Regions from separate parts of the Mus musculus genome. Here region 1 is linked to region 2. Evidence: chromatin contacts called from public targeted proximity ligation data. All regions are on one chromosome and are shown on one strand. The core of a region is the stretch at or near the end of the contact, and the rest is flanking DNA. Distances in the headings are between cores, read along the strand shown. Region 1 has its middle 99 kb from the start of Gm52397. Region 2 has its middle 22 kb from the start of Cyp26a1.

Region 1 (3,477 bases), core at 732-3,231, 170 kb before region 2:
ATAATCCTAGCAAATAATTCCTCAAAGGGTTTTGCTGATCCGCCTGCGGTGTGTTCCTCTGATGAAAAGCCTATCTTCTACATTCTTCCCAAGGTAACGTTCATTTCCATCAGGCCTTTAAAGGGTGAGGAGGGTACGGCAGAGAACGAAGCCACACTCTCCAGGAAGGTCTAGCCTCAAGGTCAAGTGGCTGGGGGTTGCAGAAGTCCCCATGAGGCTTGTATACAGATTGGGATGTGATCTGGGGCTGGCCTCAGAGAGGCCCCAGCCTCCTCTGTACAGACACTGGTCTCACTAGAGACAGCACTTGGAAAATGGTCGCGTAGGAAGTGGTCCCTTCAAATGCACTAATACATAGGGACACATTTATACCCACAAAGGATGGACCTGCAGGTCTAAAGCGTTTCAATGTCTTTTTTTTATAAATGTATTCTAAGTTTTGTATTCTACCACAAAGGCTTTTAAAAAGTGAACCTTTGGACTCCATTTAGTACAATGAAGAAAAAAAAACTGCTCAAAAGTCTTCTTTAAACCTAGAGGCTGCACTTGGGTGGTTCAGCTCAAAATACAGACTGTGGTATATGTACGACTGGTTGAGTGCCCACATCTGTGGGCTGCTGTTCCACCCTCCCACCTCCAGGTGCATTCAAATGGCTTCCCGCAAGAGCAACCCTGTGTCAAGAGCTCCAAAATGGGGTGCAGATATGAATTTAATAACCGTAACAGCTCAGACTGGAGAGATGGCTCAGTGGTTAAGCACACGTATTATTCTTCCAGAGGACCTGAGTTGCGTTCCCAGCCCCCACATTATCTGACTCATGACCACGTGTGACTCCAGCTGCAGGAACATCTGATATCTCTGGGATCTTGGGCACCAGCAGAGTGCCTAGACCCACACAGAGACGTGTACATGTAATTAAAAATAACAAAGCAACCGTTTAAATAATGGTTACAGCTCACCTGGGCAGTCCTGGGGACACTGATCCATGTAAAAATGAACTTACAAGTAACTAATGGGGTTGCTAAGCACCCCATTAAAAATCTACATCAATCTTCAATTAGAATATATTTCGGAAGAACTAAATGTGGTGGTCTATGCCTTTAACCCAATTCGAGGCAAGGCAGCGGATCTTTGTGAGTTTGAGACCAACCTGGTCTACGTTACAATTTCCAGACCAGACAGGGCTATACAGTGAGACCCTGTCTCAAAATGAAACAAAACAAAAAACAAAGAATATACTCCAGGAACATACTGCATACCTCTCCTGTGGATTTGTACACACACACACACACACACACACACACACACACACACACACACACACACAGTGTTTCCAAACCAAATGTAATACATAATGGGTGCACAGGGGTCAAAAAAAAATCTCTGTAGTCAGAGGTCAAGGATGTTGCCCAATTGTTGAATGTGTGTGTCCTTGACAAGTGTGAAGTCCTAGTTTCACACCGCACCCCGAAACATAAACGAATGATTTAATTTTAAAAATCTGTACCCCCAACACTTTGATCAGTTCTCAGGTCCCTGCCATTGGGGAAGCAGATAGCTGAGACACAATGTGATCCTGGGTACAAATGCACTGCCACACCAGCGGAAGAAGAAAAAGACGCAGCAAGGTAAAGTGTAGCATAAACGGCCAAGAGTTAGGGCAAAGCAGAGAGTTGGGCGTCAGATCTTGGTCTTATTAAACTTTTTTAAACCCAATAAATATATTTATTGATATCGCGATCATTTTTGTTACTTCCGCAGGAGAACAGAAATCAGTTAAGGGTGGCTCTGGAAACACAGCCTAATGCTTTCCAAAGGAAAATATTCCATTGTAGAACGGGCCAGAATCTTGGGAAGACATAGACGTGTATTTCAAATACTGTCCACAAGATGGCAGCAGCATCCTCAGGTTCCCAGTTGGCACAAAAGGCATTCCATTCAGTCTGCATTCCCCGGAACCCCACCCAAGACAGGCATCTCTGGGACATATTTTAAGTGGAAGGTGACCAGCACCACCGCATCTAAAGGATGCCCTTTCTTCTGGAATGCTCTGGAAGTTTACGACTAGACAGACAAAAATGCTCCGGTCTTGAGAAAAAACGGGAAACCACCCATTCATTCAAGTATTCACTCGTGAAGGAACCTGGGATCCTGCTGAATCCTACGCTTCCTGCAGAGAGGTGCAGCAGGTCTCTGTTTCCGTGGCCTCGCAGTCAGTTTACACACAGTCTACCAAACCAGAAGGGTCTTCCATCCAGTTAAAAATCACCGTCCTGCAGACTGCAACTGCTGCGGAGCACAATGAAGGCTAGAACCCTACCCCAGGATGGGATGCCCACAAGGACTCTGCTCTCTAAGCTGCCCAGAACAGTAGAGTTCAAAGGGAGAGAACTCGTGGAGTTAAATCAAGACTGTGGGTTTGCCCACCTGTAAAACGACTTAAGTTCTTCTTTCTTTCTTTCTTTCTTTCTTTCTTTCTTTCTTTCTTTCTTTCTTTCTTTCTCTCTCTCTCTCTCTCTCTCTCTCTCTCTCTCTCTCTCTCTCTCTCTCTCTCCCTCCCTCCCTCCCTCCCTCCCTCCCTCCCTCCCTCCCTCCCTCCCTCCCTCCCTCTCTCTCTCTCTCTCTCTCTCTTTCTTTCTTTCTTTCTTTCTTTCTTTTTTCTATAGCCTGTTTGAAGTTAAAAATCTGGGCCGGCTAATGGAAGTTGCCACCTGGAATGTCTGGGGCAGTAGTGCAAGGTTACATTCCAGGCTCCTAGCAGAAAAATGTCAGCAATTTGCCTTTTGTCAACTGCAAATTAAAGTAATTTCCACGCAGAAGGTTTCTCCTGCTGGCAGTGAGCACCCAAAACACTAGGGCAAGCCGTGACCTGTCTCCCGTCCCCAGGGCCACCACACCTGAAGTTGGATGCACCTTGGAGCTGCAAAGAATGGCTGTCTTCCCTCTGAAATGCCCAACCAGATGGGCGCTAGTGGGGTACAGAGGGAAGTGCATCTTCTCAGTCCCTCTTAGTCCCTAGACGTTCTCGTAGAGTTGGGGAGGGCACTCAAAGGCTCTATAGAGAGGTGAGTCTGTGTACACTGTCATACCTGGCCTGTGATGAAAGTGTTGGACAGACTGGTGCTGATGTAGACACAGCATCTTTGGTGAAAGAGACACTACAGTCAGCATAGATGAGGGATCTTTGGAGCAAAAGAAAAGAGTGGGGTTCGAACCTCATTTGTCAACCTCCTGGCTTCCCCTGGGCCCCATACAGGCACCAATTACAGAGGTGAATAGTGAAACTTGTCCTCACACAGACTTAACTCTGAGCTTAGAGGCTGGAAACCACATTGGCTCTGCGATTGCCATGCTCCAGGGAGGGAAGCCAGTCCCTAGTGTTCAGATGAACTGCAAATGAATGGTCAGTGTCTTCACAGGCAGCCAGCATGCTTAGCTGGCCAATCACCTCCCTAAAAATTCTAACGCACACATAC
Region 2 (3,546 bases), core at 800-3,299:
GATGAAGAAAAGCTATGCAAGGCCTGTGTGTTGGCCATTGTAATTTCCCTATTTCTCTTATTTCCCTAAGGGAAACTAATAAGAAGAGCAGCCCACATTCTTAGGGAGACACAATATTGTTAAGTCTGTTCTCAGGTTAACCTAGACTCAGTCAGAGAATGGCCTTGAACTCTGATCCTCCTAGGGTTACAGGCATGTACCACATATTCAGTTTATGTAGTATAGGGACTGTGCCTGGGGCTTCATGCTTGCTCGGCAAGCACGCTACCCACAGAGCTACATTCCTAGAAGTTTTAGCTTCTGCATTTAATACAGGTTTAAAGTGTGAATCAAATTTACCCACGTCCAATGCTAGGGATGGGACCCAGAGCCTCGAGTATAATAGGTAAGCACTAGACCACTGAGCCCACACAGTCAACCACGATGAGCAGAATTTGTGGTTTGAAATATGGATCAACCATTTCCTTTCTGCTTGAGAGAACATATCTGTTTTACATTCATGGGAGGCTTTAGAGATGAAGGCCCAAACTCAGGGGAAAAAAATCTATTTTTAATGCTTGAATCCAATGAAGAGTGGACAGTTCTGAGAAATATGACTGAACAACAGAAGTCCTCTCAGATCAGGTAGTAAGCACACATCTGAAATCCCAGCGTGGGGGAGTCTGAGGCAAGAGGATTATGAATTCCAGGCCAGTCTGAACTGCATATTAAGGGCATCTCTCAAAAATGCCAACCAACCAACCATCTAACCAACAAACTAAGCAAATAAAAAATCAAATGATACAAACTTATCAAAACAAAAGTTTAATTTTTCTGCCTTCGGATTCTTGTTTTTCAGCAGCCCATCTGAGAAGATTAGCCTTTCACTGGTGAATTCTGTTCACCTCTTTGTCAGCTTAAGGTCAACCTAAGCTATGAGAGTCGTTGACTCAAAAATTACTTAGTTAATTTAAAAAAGAGCAAAGCCTCTAGGAGAAGACCTTGGTGGCTTTGCATCAGGCAAAAGTTTCCAGTGTTAGAGGTCTAGTCGTAGAGTGGAGCATATGCTAAGGACAGGTGACGTTCAGTCTCACACCACAAGGAAAAAAAAAAAAAACAATGTCATTGATATGATGCAAGAGTGTGACCCATTTAAGAAAAAAATATCTAGGTCTGGAGATATGGCTCAGTGATTAAGAGAAAGGGCTGTTTCTCAGTACCCACATGGTGGCTCACAACCATCACATGTCCAGTTCCAGGAACGCCAGCTTCACCTTCTGAGCTCTGAGGACAGCAGGCACAGGTGTAGTTCACAATGACACATACAGGGGAGACATTCATATGATGTATACCATGTAACACATGCATATACAATACAAAAAAGTACACCTTCTCAAAGATTAAATCTGAGGCTGGGAACGGTGGTGCATGCCTTTAACCCCAGCACTGGGGAGGCAGAGGCAAATAGATCTCTTTGAGTTTGAGTTTGCCAGCCTGGTGTAGCCTATCGAGTTCTGGGACAACCAGAACTAAAACAGAGAGAGCCTGTCTTAAGAAATAAAGATAAATCTATAAGCTTATTTTCAGCAAAAAAAAAATGGACAAAGCATGGCCAGTGGCCTTCTGGTGGATCTGATGAGCAAAGATCAGACTCCAGCTCCACGCCCCACAGCCTCTGAACATTCTCCTGGAAGGAGAAAGCCCCAGCTCCTCCCTTCGCACTGTTGCTCACTCGCTGCCTCCGGGGTGCCCTATCTGCCTTGTGGAAGGCAGATGAGCCACCCCCAAGCAGCCCTGGAGACTGGGAACCGGAAGCCTTCCTTCCTTCTGCTCCAGGCTCCGTGTGCACCTTCCTGGTGGGAGCCCCAACCCCATCCTCTCTGCCTTTCAATTCTGGGAAAGACGTCTCCACCCATCTCCTCTGTCCCTCCCAGGAGATTGAAACAGTTTGGTTGTCACTTAGCCCTCCTGTTTGCCTTGAGACATTTGCCACAAGTGCTAATGAACAATCTGTGACAGAGCAGACAACAGGGATGGAAGAGGAAGAGTAGACACAAAAGAACTCTCTGGTACTGGGCTGATAAAGGCTGACTAATCAGAGTGGAGTTCCACTAGGCATCCTCTCCCCAGGCATCTCCTGTTGTGGGGGTGGGTTTCACACCCCAGGCATCTATCTCAAGGTGGTAGTGCTGAGGAAGTGTTATCACTTTTCAAGCTTTATCCAGACTCAAGTGTTTGCTTCCTACACACACACACACACACACACACACACTCACACACACACACACCTGCTAGTGAGATTCCCCTGGGCAGGAGCAGGCCAGGAAGGGAAAGCATGTGACAGGACTGTTGGCTCTGCTTACAGGTCCAACTTCAGATGGCTCCAACAAGACCAAGGACTAACAGAGCAAGGAGGTCTTGAAGTTCTCAAGGGGTCTCAAGCAATCAAGGCTGTTGTCTTCTTGGTAATCCCTTTTCTTTTTTACAAAAGTTGCCATGTGTTTTTACAGCATTCTGATATGAAAAACAAAAACAAACAAAAAATAAAAACAAACAACAACAACCCCACCCCCGCCCAGCTCAGCCCCATCATCCTAGACATCTTTCCCATCATGCTTTCTGTCTCTCTAGCTCATCCCTACAGACATTCTCAAAACTGAGTGTGAGGACAGCAGAACACAAAATTGCCTAAGTGCTCACACTGTGCTGAGTTACAGATAAGTAATTCCTGAATTATCTCCTCGAATGCTCACAGAAACCCTGGGAGGTCATGTGATGATTTGCCCCACTTGATAGATACAGAGACTAAGGCTTCAAGACATTCATTTCCTTGTCTAAGTCACTCAGCAATCAGATGATGGGGCCTGACATTCCAGAATGATTCTCAGGCGTTTGAAACCAAATAGATTACAAATACCTTTCTTTAATCCTTTTATTATTGTGGGGTGTGTGTGTGTGTGTGTGTGTGTGTGTGTGTGTGTGTGTTGGGAGGGTGGCCCACGTGCCACAGCGCACAAGTGGAGGTCAGAGGATAACTGTGTGTCGTTCTCATAGTCTACCTTTATGTGAGTTCCAGGGGTTTCCTGGGTCTGCCTCAGGCAACAGTAGGCTGTTTGCAATGTTTTCTACATATCTTTGTCCAATGAGCAACTTTCTGAGAGTATCTTAAAATAAGGTGTGAACGTCTTGTTTAGGGGCTCAACCTAACCTATACCAGCCCCTCCCTGTGAGGCTTAAGGAACATAGTGGAAGAGGGAGTGGGAGGTAAGTAAGAGTCAAAAAACAAGCCAGGTGGGAGTGGTGCACACCTTTAATCCCAGCACTTAGGAGGCAGAGGCAGGAGGAGCTCTGTGAGTTCAAAACCAGCCTGGTTCACAGAGTGAATTCTGGGACAGCCAGGGCTACACACAGAGAAAACCTGTCTCAAAATCATCATCATCACCATCATCATCATCATCATCATCATCATGTACGGTGAAAGCTGGGCATTGAAGTCATGAACTCAAAAGCACAATTACATGCACGGGACTGGCGCAAGACAGGCCCTATCCACCATTGGTCATGGAA

Evidence for each region.
Region 1: a targeted proximity ligation map of extraembryonic endoderm stem cells shows a contact between it and region 2. A contact is called at or near these places in 23 of 39 promoter capture datasets (the 3T3-L1 cell line, 3T3-L1-derived adipocytes, the C10 cell line and 15 more), 261 of 484 Hi-C or Micro-C datasets (the 3T3-L1 cell line, 3T3-L1-derived adipocytes, the 63-12 cell line and 133 more), 43 of 130 datasets of targeted methods (CD4 single positive thymocytes, the G1E-ER4 cell line, the HPC-7 cell line and 29 more) and 4 of 9 other capture datasets (adipose tissue, embryonic stem cells, embryonic tail and 1 more).

What each region holds. Positions count from the first base shown.
Region 1 is chr19:37,885,410-37,888,886 of GRCm38.p6, reverse strand. No RefSeq gene overlaps it. Among named protein-coding and RNA genes, the nearest start is that of Gm52397, 99 kb to the left of the region's middle.
Region 2 is chr19:37,717,869-37,721,414 of GRCm38.p6, reverse strand. No RefSeq gene overlaps it. Among named protein-coding and RNA genes, the nearest start is that of Cyp26a1, 22 kb to the right of the region's middle.